Linked DNA regions of Capra hircus: region 2 is linked to region 1. Evidence: chromatin contacts called from public Hi-C data. All regions are on one chromosome and are shown on one strand. The core of a region is the stretch at or near the end of the contact, and the rest is flanking DNA. Distances in the headings are between cores, read along the strand shown. Region 1 has its middle 28 kb from the start of RIPK1. Region 2 overlaps BPHL (valacyclovir hydrolase).

Evidence for each region. A called contact is a pair of places that touch in the nucleus more often than the background predicts.
Region 2: a Hi-C map of blood shows a contact between it and region 1, with 3 times the contacts expected there. The contact joins two enhancer-like sites. A contact is called at or near these places in 2 of 5 Hi-C or Micro-C datasets (both in blood).

Annotation. Positions count from the first base shown.
Region 1 is chr23:15,066,897-15,072,453 of ARS1.2, reverse strand. No RefSeq gene overlaps it. Among named protein-coding and RNA genes, the nearest start is that of RIPK1, 28 kb to the left of the region's middle. Within about 2 kb of position 2,988, at least 2 of the 5 cell types and tissues checked have an H3K27ac peak or open chromatin away from gene starts, as enhancers often do.
Region 2 is chr23:15,135,972-15,141,170 of ARS1.2, reverse strand. It overlaps BPHL (valacyclovir hydrolase), which reads right to left. Exons shown (of 9, transcript XM_018038946.1): 6 at 3,799-3,952. Among named protein-coding and RNA genes, the nearest start is that of BPHL, 11 kb to the right of the region's middle. Within about 2 kb of position 1,325, at least 2 of the 5 cell types and tissues checked have an H3K27ac peak or open chromatin away from gene starts, as enhancers often do.

The DNA of each region.
Region 1 (5,557 bases), core at 1,739-4,238:
TGTCTTTATCTATTTTTGGCTGTTCTGGGTCTCTTGCTTTTTACGGCCTTTCTGGAGCTGTGCCGCGCGGGGCCTGCTCTTCGTCGCAGTCCGCAGGCTTCTCACTGTGACGGCTTCTCTTGCTGCGGAGCACAGGCTCTGGGCTGGGGGCTTCAGCAGCTGTGGCTTCCGGGCTCCAGAGCAGAGGCTCAGGAGTTGCGGCACATGGGTTTAGCTGGCCTGCAGCGTGTGGGATCTTCCCCAAGTGAAGTCTCTGTGTCAGCTCATCCTCACATCTGTGTCTTCTTGGTGTTAGCATCTCTTGATTTTCTTTTCCATGCAATTTGAGATCTTCCTGGTTCTTTGAACGCCAAGCAGTTAGTTTTGAACTGTGTTCTAGCTATGTTTCATGTTACGTCAGGAAACCCTGGGCTTTACTGAAATCCCATGGAGAATTCTGTTAGTTTTTTTGGGTTTTTTTAAGCAGGTAACCAACCTGCAATGAGGGAGACCTGGGTTTGATCCCTGGATTGGGAAGATCACCTGGAGAAGGGAAAGGCTACCCACTCCAGTACTCTCGCCTGGAGAAGTCGGTGGACTGTGTAGTCCATGGGGTTGCAAAGAGTCAGACACGACTGAGCGACTTTCACTTTCCCTTTAAACCTGGTTAGGTTCAGCCCGGTAGTCCCAGTGGGCTGTGGTTCCAGGCGTGCGGGTCTTAAAACCTCGGCCGGGCTGTTCCGACCCAGCGCGTGGGCGCCACCTAGTGTCCAGTCTGCAACCCGAGCCGTGCTCGGCTCTCAGCCCAGGATCAGCGGTCGGGAGTCAGAGCTACAGGGTGGTAGCTTGCAAGTGAGCCCAGGAGTTCACAGGCAGCCTGAGGATATGAATTTCCCGTGCTCCTCTCTCTGCCTCTCCATGGTCTCCCCAGGACTCTGTGGTACTCTGGGACCTTATTTCCAGTTGCAGACAGGAAGCTGGGACTTTAATTCTCACAGACTCTGACACGTGCCCCACTAAGTGCACCCCTGGCTGGAGTCAAGAGATGGGAGGAGACCAATGGAAAGAGTCAGGATCTGATCCCAGCGTCTCCGGGCCGTGGTGTCACTGACTGGAGAGGAAGGCTTTGGGATATCACAGGCTTCATTCATTGCAAAGGCAGGATTACTTGCAAGCTGGATTGCCAAAGAAAAAGAACAGAATATTTCACACTTTCCCTGAAAAGGAGCAGTTCTCATTCTTGCCATTCAAACCAGAACCAGAGGGCTTTTCCTGGAGATGTTCTGTCTTCAACCTACGCCTACTTCAGGGTCTGGGGCTGCGGTGAATCCAGGGGGATTCTGGAGGGAAACAATGGTAAACCCATTGCCAGGCTGGCAGAGCTTCGAGCGCTGGCCGTCTCGTCCCCAGTCTGTCTGCAGCTTCACTTGCTACACGCCTGTAATAGTTTCTCTAAGCATCTCTCCCTGGTGCTCAGTGGTTAAAGCGTCTGCCTGCAATGTGGGAGACCTGGATTCGATTCCTGGGTCAGGAAGATCCCCTGGAGAAGGAAATGGCAACCCACTCCAGTATTCTTGCCTGGAGAATCCCATGGTTGGAGGAGCCTGGTGGGCTACAGTCCACGGAGTCCCAAACAGTTGGACACCACTGAGCGACTTGACTTCACTTCAAGCATCTCTCCAGGCTTTACAGCTGCACTCAGCAGGAGAGACGGGGTGAAAGGCTGTGCCTTCCTCACCTAATTCAGAGGCATAGAGTCAGGTCAGAACTTCCCATCCAGATGGCGCTACAGGACAGCTCTACCAGACATTCAAGGAACAATTTCACTCTCAATCAAGTTAATCCAGGATACAGAGAAAGAGGCTGCACTCCCAACTCATTTTTTGAGGTTAAGTTTCATGTTAAAATCTGACAAGGAAAGAGGAAAGAAAATTACAGGCTAATCTTAACTCATCAACATAAATGCAAAATCCACTATTAGCAAACATAATTCATGGAGATATAAAAAAGATAATACACAATGGCCCAAGTAGGTTTCCCAAAAAAGCATGGTTAGTTTACAATCAGGAAAGCAATCCCTAAAATTTACTGAGTCAACAGATTGAAGTTTAAAACATGCTTACCTTAATACATACATACAAATAGTGGAGAAATTCATCAATGATTCCTCATACTAATGGTGAATCCGTAAAAGCATTCACATTAAAATTAGTAATGAGATAAGGATGTCCACCTGTGGTATAGGAAGTTCCCCTAAAAACACAAGAAGGCAAAAGCGGACAAGAGTTGGAAAAGAAGAAACAAAGCCATCCCGTCCGCAGATGAATGATGCCTCGGGGCGGGGGCGGGGCAGCTCGGAGCTGGCGCTCACAGGGTGCCCCCGGGAGGGGCCGAGCTGTGCACCACGGGGGACGAGGGGAGACGACGTGTCCTCCCCGTGGCCTGCAGCGAGGACAGCGACACCCGCGCGCACCTCGGGCAGAGGAGACTGGCAGAGGCGGCGGTGGCAGAAAGAGCTCTCTTGCCTGGTTTTCTGAAAACAGACGGACAGTGCTTGTTGCCCAGTCCTCGTACACAAATACGCTTACACACACGTGCACAAGTATCTGTAGGCAGCAAGCCCAAGGAACAATGCCAAAGGAAACAGGACCACGTCAACAGAACTAGTTTCTCATGCCTTTTTCATTCTGACTCCGCGCTTCACGCCTACTTTTCACTCTGCTGTTGGGAAGGGCGAGGCCCCAGGCACTGAGCCTGCCGAGCGCTCCCCGCGCTCGAGTCCCTTCTCTTCACCCAGGGGCTTCCCAGGGCCGCTGCAGTGGGCGGCCGCAGGAGGTGCTAGCATCCCTGTCTAGGAAACAGCAGGCTGGCCTTGGCTTCCTCTAAACGCAGTGACTTCTCTTTTTTTTTCCTTTCCTGTTCAGGAAGCATAAGCTAGGGTTCTGCTCCTGTAGAGCTGCCCTCTGCCGGTGGAGGCACCCGCGGGGGGCCCTGGGGGAGGGGAGGGGGGCCCACCACAAAGGAAGGGTTAGCCCTAGCACGGCTCTCTCGCTGTGGGTCACAGCGTCCTGTGTCTTGCCCAGAGTCTCACAACTTCTGCCGAAATAGGGTGTGACAGGCTGGCTTGTCAGCCCTAGGAGCTGCCCCTTCTTGTGGGGGGCGGGGGGAAGTGAAAATGTTAGTCACTCAGTTGCGTCTGACTCTCTGTAATCCCATGGACTGTAGCCTGTCAGGAGTCTCTGTCCATGGAATTTTCCAGGCAAGAATACTTGAGTGGGGTGCTGTTCCTTTACTCCAGGGGATCTTCCTGACCCAGGGATTGAACCTGGGTCTCCTGCATTGTAGGCGGGTTCTTTACTGTCTGAGCCACCAGGGAAGCCCATTCTTCTTCATCTTTTTTCTTTTTTAATGTATTTCTTTTTCACTGAAGGATAATTGCTTTACAATATTGTGTTGGTTCCTACAACAACATGAAGCCCATTCTTAATGACTGCGTAATCCTGCTTCACCTGATTCCAACTCACAGTGAGCAGATTTCTAGGCCATGAGTAACACCATGTATTTTTCCTCTCAGTTTATGCCGTTACATCAGTGTAATACAGTGAAACTTGCTTCATCAAATAACACTTAGAATTTTCTTCTTTAAGAAAAGTGTAACTTGGTGATTTTTAAGTAATTCTCTCCAGATAAGTCCTCAAGAATGAAGTTAAAATATTAAATGTAAGCAATATTTTCTTCATAAATTCTCATTACTTCCAGAAAGGAGAAACAGCAAGGGTAGAAGAAAACACGGCTCCGTACACGTATCTGTGACAAAAACTCTCCATAGTGGAGAATGAGCCCCACGAAAGCAGCAGACAGCGTCAAGGGACGCGCATCCAGGGGTCTCTGGAACAACTTCTGAAGACATGCGGAGGTCCGGCTTCACTGGAGATCAGTCACCCTAATTCATGGAAGCTCCTGACCATGTGAAGCCTTTACGTGCAACATGAAATGCAGCTGTCCCGGTGCTACCAGGAGAGCTGGACCATAGAGAAGGCTGAGCGCCCAAGAGTCGAGGCTTCTGAGCCGTGGTGCCGGAGAAGACTTGAGAGCCCCTTGGACTGCAAGGAGATCCAACCAGTCCATCCTAAAGGAGATCAGTCCTGAATATTCGTTGAAAGGACTGATGCTGACGCTGAAACTCCAATACTTTGGCCACCTGATGTGAACAGCTGACTCATTAGAAAAGACCCTGATGCTGCGAAAGATTGAAGGCAGGAAAAGGAGGTGACAGAGGATGAGACGGTTGGATAGCATCACTGACTCGATGGACATGAGTAAACTCCGGGAGTTGGTGAAGGACAGGGGGTCTGGCGTGCTGCAGTCCATAGAGTTGCAAAGAGTTGGATGTGACTGAGCGACTGAACTGAACTGAACTGAACTGAGGAGGCAGAAGGCATGTAGCAGGTTAAATAGGAGTTTAATATGAAGAATATATCAGAGGAGTGATGAAAGAGTGCATGGGAGACCTCAGCAACTCTCCAGGCGCCCCCAGGCCAAGGGACACAGCCTGCCAGAGCACAGCTGGCGGGGGGTTCAGACCCGGTGGAGAAGGTGTGCCTCAGGCCGGCGTGGCTCTGGAGCTGCTGGGCAAGCAACAGGCCACCCTGGGGAGCAGCCCCTGATACCCCAAGTGAGCAGGGCCGAGGCCTCCACACACGGGCTACATAGACCCTCCCTCCCAGCCGCAGATGGCTGGGTGCTACCGGGGGTCTGGTTCCCTGCAGAGGGGGCCGTGCTGGTGGCGGGTTCAACCTCCTGCTGGGTAGGATGCAGTGGGGGTCCTGACCCCATGCTGTGGACCCCTGGCCCCCTTGGAGACTGCCCCAGAGCCAGTGGCCCCCTCTGTGGGCTGAGTGCCTGGCCGGTTACTGCCCAGTTTATTGGTTATTGTCCTCAGAGGACTGCCAGCCCCTGGGCCCATAGCGCCTGTCACTTTCCTTTCTCTGAGGCGGCCTTGGGAGCAAAACTCATGTGATGGCAAGGACCTCAGATGCACAAATGTGCAGCCCACAGCACAGGCATCACACAGGACTGTCAGCTGGAACCCACCCCCCGCATTCACTCAGAGAAACGAGCATCCCAAAGCCCCTTCAAGACAGGCTAAATGCCCCTAAGCTCAAAGCAGACACCCTTATGCGGCCTCGCCAAGCAGACCCTGAGCGGGGTCAGGCCCAGTGCACAGGATGTGCTGGAGTGATGCCTGCGGTTTTTCTGCCTTCTGCCTGCAGCTGAGACCAGCTACGGTCCAGGGCCCACGGAGCGAGAAGGCAGTTTCCCGTGGTGGCCATCACACTTCAGAATTCTGCTCTCAGAGCCTTCAGCCACCCCTTTTCTGAGCAGACACGCTTCCTCCTGGAGACACGCTTCCTCCTCTCTTTGGCCTTTGCTTCAAGTAGACATCCTGCATCCTGCAGGAAGCAGCATGAGACGGCTGCGCTTGGTGCCAGATGCCCTGGGGGCACCATGCTGGCGCGTGTCTTCCCACCGCAGCCTCAGCCTGGGGGTGCCTGGTGCACTGCACGACAGAGAACGC
Region 2 (5,199 bases), core at 76-2,575, 70 kb before region 1:
CCCTTGGGCACCAGCAGATTCTGACCGAGGGAACGAAATCAGATCTAAAGTAATGGCTTCCATTAAAGGTATAAGACAGAAGCGGGTATTCCCCTAACTGGAGTCAGCAGAGTAAAAATGAGATTACTTACAAGAGTTTTTCTGAATTGCATTTACATACACTGAGAAATGCATAAAATCATTTGCTCCAAGTTCTAACGCTGGAGAAATTCCAGCTACTAACTGTCTCACAGAGGACTCTGATCAGAAAGGAAATGGCTTCTGAATGGATAAGCGAATTCAATCCCTTTCCCAGTTTTTCCATTTTCCTTTAAAACACGGTGACTCTGTGGAGAGTCTGATGCTCCTGAGCGCAGTGAACAGTGCTCACCGCGCCCCTCAGGTACAGAGCTGCGTCTGCATGACCCGCCCTGAAGACAGGAAGGCAGGGCTCAGGTGGCTGCCCCTGTGGTGGCTGGGACAGGGCCAGGCACCTGGAGGCCCAGCGCGCGCGGGGTGGCGAGATGAGTGGGCTGCTCCAACTGCTGCCCGGGGCAGGCGGCCCAGCAGAGAGTGCCTGCCGTTCTCCTCCTGCTCCCCTACCCTGCAGATGGGTGCTGGGGTTGACTCCAGAGGCTGAGGACGCTGAACTGCTCTGGGCGGAACTGAGGAGACTTCGGATGGGAGGGGGGATGCAGAGAAGCAGCCTGAAAAGTAGAGGGGGAAGGAGCGAGTGGTGCAGGAGGGAGAGCCAGAGAAAGACGGGGAGGGGAGGAGGAGGGAGGGAGCAGGGAGGGAGCAGGGAGGGGGGCGGGGGAGGGGAGCACGGTGGAGGAAGAAGGAGAGGGGAGCGCTGGGGGGGAGGGGGAGCAGAGGGGGGGAGGGGGGAGCGGAGAGGGGAGGGGAGCGCGGGGGGGGGTGCGGGGACGGGAGCACGGAGGAGGAAGAAGGAAAGGGGAGCGCTGGGGAGGAGAGGGGAGTGCTGGGGGGGAGGGGGAGCAGAGGGGGGAGGGGGAGCAGAGGGGGAGGGGAGCGTGGGGGGGAGGACTGGGAGGGGAGCTCGGAGGGCGGGGAGGGGAGCACGGAGGAGGAGGAAGGAGAGGGGAGCGCTGGGGGGGAGGGGGGAGTGGAGGGGGGAGGGGGGAGTGGAGGGGGGAGGGGGAGTGGGGGAAGGGGAGCATGGGGGGGAGGGGAGCGCGGGGGGCGGGACTGGGAGGGGAGAATAGGCGGCAGGGGAGGACGGAGAGGGGAGAGCGGGCATGTGGACAGCTGGCGCAGGACCCATGGCTCTGCCCTTGGCCATGGAGCGGACCACACCCGCCGCAGGCCCTCCTGCCATGAACAAGGCGCTCTTTCATAACATATAATTTCTGCTGCATCGCTGAAGTCTGCAGTGGTTGATGAAAAGGAGTACGAGTGCGTGCGTGTGTGTGCATAAAAGGCAGGAGCCCTGAAAACACAGCAGACTGGCGTGACCGCTAGAATGCAGGGCTGCCTTGAGGAAGAGCGACTGTTTGCCGGGGGAGGGCGGACACGGCTGAACTGGGGATGAAACTGGGCCTCCCCTGGCACCATCAGTGGTTCCCAGGGGCAGCAAGTGGACAGCTCTTTAGGAAAGCATTCTCAGTTTATGCTCACCATTTATTTTGTTTTTTTTCAGTTTTCAGTTCAGTTCAGTCACTCAGTCGTCAACTCTTTGCGACTCCATGAATCGCAGCTCGCCAGGCCTCCCTGTCCATCACCAACTCCCGGAGTTCACTCAAACTCACATCCATTGAGTCGGTGATGCCATCCAGCCATCTCATCCTCTGTCGTCCCCTTCTCCTCCTGCCCCCAATCCCTCCCAGAATCAGAGTCTTTTCCAATGAGTAAGCTCTTTGCATGAGGTGGAGTTTCAGCTTTAGCATCATTCCTTCCAAAGAATATCCAGGGCTGATCTCCTTTAGAATGGACTGGTTGGATATCCTTGCAATCCAAGGGACTCTCAAGAGTCTTCTCCAACACCACAGTTCAAAAGCATCAATTTTTCGGCACTCAGTTTTCTTCACAGTCCAACTCTCACATCCATACATGACCACAGGAAAAACCATAGCCTTGACTAGACGGACCTTAGTCGGCAAAGTAATGTCTCTGCTTTTGAATATGCTATCTAGGTTGGTCATAACTTTTCTTCCAAGGAGTAAGCGTCTTTTAATTTCATGGCTGCAATCAACATCTGCAGTGATTTTGGAGCCCAAAATTTTTTCAGATTAAGGGTAAGCAATTATTTGCTGCTAATCAAAAAACCATCTAGTCAAAGCTATGGTTTTTCCAGTGGTCATGTATGGATGTGAGAGTTGGACTATAAAGAAAGCTGAGCGCAGAAGAATTGATGCTTTTGAACTGTGGTGTTGGAGAAGACTCTTGAGAGTCCCTTGGATTGCAAGGAGATCAAACTAGTCCATCCCTAGAGGAGATCGGTCCTGGGTGTTCATTGGTAGGACTGATGCTAAAGCTGAAACTTCAACACTTTGGCCACCTGATGCGATGAGCTGACTCACTGGAAAAGACCCTGATGCTGGGAAAGATTGAGGGCAGGAGGAGAAGGGGACAACAGAGGATGAGATGGTTGGATGGCATCACCGACTGAATGGGCATGGGTTTGGGTAGACTCCAGGAGTTGGTGAGGGACAGGGAGGCCTGGCCGGCTGCGGTTCATGGGGCCGCAAAGAGTCACACAGGACTGAGCAACTGAACTGGACTTACCCGAATCAAAAAACCAGAGCGATCAGAATCTTTATAAAGCTAGTGAAACAACTAGAAAATTGGAAGAAGAAGGTTAAGAAATTATGCAGAACCCTACACACAGCAATGCTGAGATGGAGATGAATAAAAACAGGGAAGTGGAGACTCAGTCTACAAAGTTCAATCAGTCCCTGAAAGGGTAGGGAGGGGAAGAGGAGGGGGAGGGGAGGGGAGACGAGGGGGAGGGGAGGGAAGAGGAGGGGAGGGGAGGGGAGGGGGGAGGGAGGGGAGGAGGAGGGGAGAAGAGGGGGAGGAGAGGGGAGGGGGGAGGGGAGGAGGGGAGGGGAGAGGAGGGGAGGGGGAGGAAGCCAGGGGAGGAGGAGGAGGAGCAGAAGTAAGTGGTGGACACCCACTCAGTGAGGAGAACCCCCCAAGGAGGGTTTTTTGTGTTTTGTTAAACTCTGACAAACTGGGGAAATGGTTTGGGAGAGGAGGGACAGCCACGGGGCGGGGCTGGGGTCACCAGGGCAGGTGTGGCTGCTGAGGGCCGAGCAGCTCCTGAGCTGGCAGCTGGATGCCCTGACTGGGGGCCTGGAGGGCAAGCCAGCCGCCTGCACAGGGCCTGGGCAGGGACCCCAGCCAGTCCCCGGCACCCACAGTGCCGGCTGCGTGCACTGGAGCCTCAGCGGGACACAGACAGGCCGTGGCCAGGCCCGCGGGCTGCATCTGCCAGCCCCGGCTCTGTGTCTCTAAAAGTCCTCACAGTAAGCCTGAAGGACAACCTCAGAAAGTGTGAACAGCACAAGAGATTTTCATCAAAACTAAGGTTTCCCACCGGAGTACACTGTTCCCTTCCACACTCAGGGTACCTGGATGAGGCTGCAGCTTACACTTCATGTCAACCCCCCTCCTTCCCAGAGGGTCACCAGCACAGCAGGAAATGTAAATACTGACTTATCAGCCTTTTCCTGAGTGTCACTTCTGGAAACAGGAAACTTTAAAACGCAGCCTGAAGTGGACGACTTTGCTGAGAACGCTTCATATTTCCATCACCTGTCAACACACCTCCAAGCAGGGCCGGGCAGAGGGACCTACCCTGGTAAATCTCTGTGTCCTGCTCGGTCACGTAGGCGTTGGCCCCCCAGATGACCATCTTGCTGACATACGAGGGGTACCGTGCGGCCGCGATGAGGGCTGTTATCCCCCCGTCGCTCCACCCCAGCAAAGAGACCTTCTTAAACTTCAGCGTCTGGACAAACACAGCAAAACGCACAGCACGGTTAGGGCTCCTAGCTGCGGAGAGAACCCGAGATCAGTGATGCCTGGATCGACACAGCTGTGGCGTGTCCTTGGGTCATCAGAGAGACACCCTGGAGCCCACGATCCGTGACATAAACGTCTCCTCTCGGTCTGCTGCGGTGGGAAGGCCGCTGCCACAGATGCCTAGGCATGCGTACAGCATCCAGTACTGTTCTGAATCGGGAGGGAGCTACATCTTCAGGGTGCACATCTCCCGGAGGACACAGCGGAAATCAGCTCTACTTGGTCGTGACAATGTGTGTGCGTCCACACAGGCCTGAGTGAAGATGCTGAGGACAGGTCTGCAGATCGGAGAGGGCCTCCTGAGGGCTGCTGGAGGGCTGGAGCCACTGCCTCTGGCCAAGTCACTGACTGCAGCTTTGGGAAGAACTGGCCCCAGGAGGAAGCCTGGGACAGAGGAGACACAGCGGTGAGGGCGGGGGGTGCTACTGAACCTCTGGGTGAGTCGGCCAGGCTCCAAGAATGCGCTTGACGGGGTAAACGGACAGAGGGTACACCCGAGAGATGCTCCCGAGCAGTTAAAAACTGGATGGCTGGGAAAGTAAGTTAACTGTGTGTCTGAGACAACTGTCGACGGGACTGTAAACTGGTGCGCCTCCTGTGGGGCATGCGCTCGCCCCATCCTGCATCCCCCATCACACAGCAAGTCATCTCCTAACGTGCACGGACTCACGCACACGCACACGCACCAGGGCAGGCCCACAAAGTCCACACCAGCACTATTTACAGGGCAGATAAGGGCCACAATGTCCATGCACACGTGCTCACTGCACTTCCCGTATAATCACACACACACAGCAGCAGCAGCAGCTTAGAAATAATGTATCCACCATCAGAAGACAGGGGAGTTGAGACACAGTGTGTCCACACAATGGAATGAATACTGCCTATTAGAAACTGAAGTATCTCTGTATTTATTAACATGGAAGTATCTCTGTGATAAACTGTTGTATTTATTAACAGGGAAGTATCTCTGTGATAAACTGTCCAGTGAAACAGTAAGCTGGAAAACCTTTAGGCATAGAAGGATACCATCAGTACAAACTGAGTATTTATATACGTAACAAGGCTGCCCAGAAAAGAAGGGCCTCAAAGCCTGGTAGCAGTGTCTCTAAGCACTTTCCTCTTTGCATCTCTCTGAACCCTTTGAATGCCCACAGGAGGCACAGTTGAAGA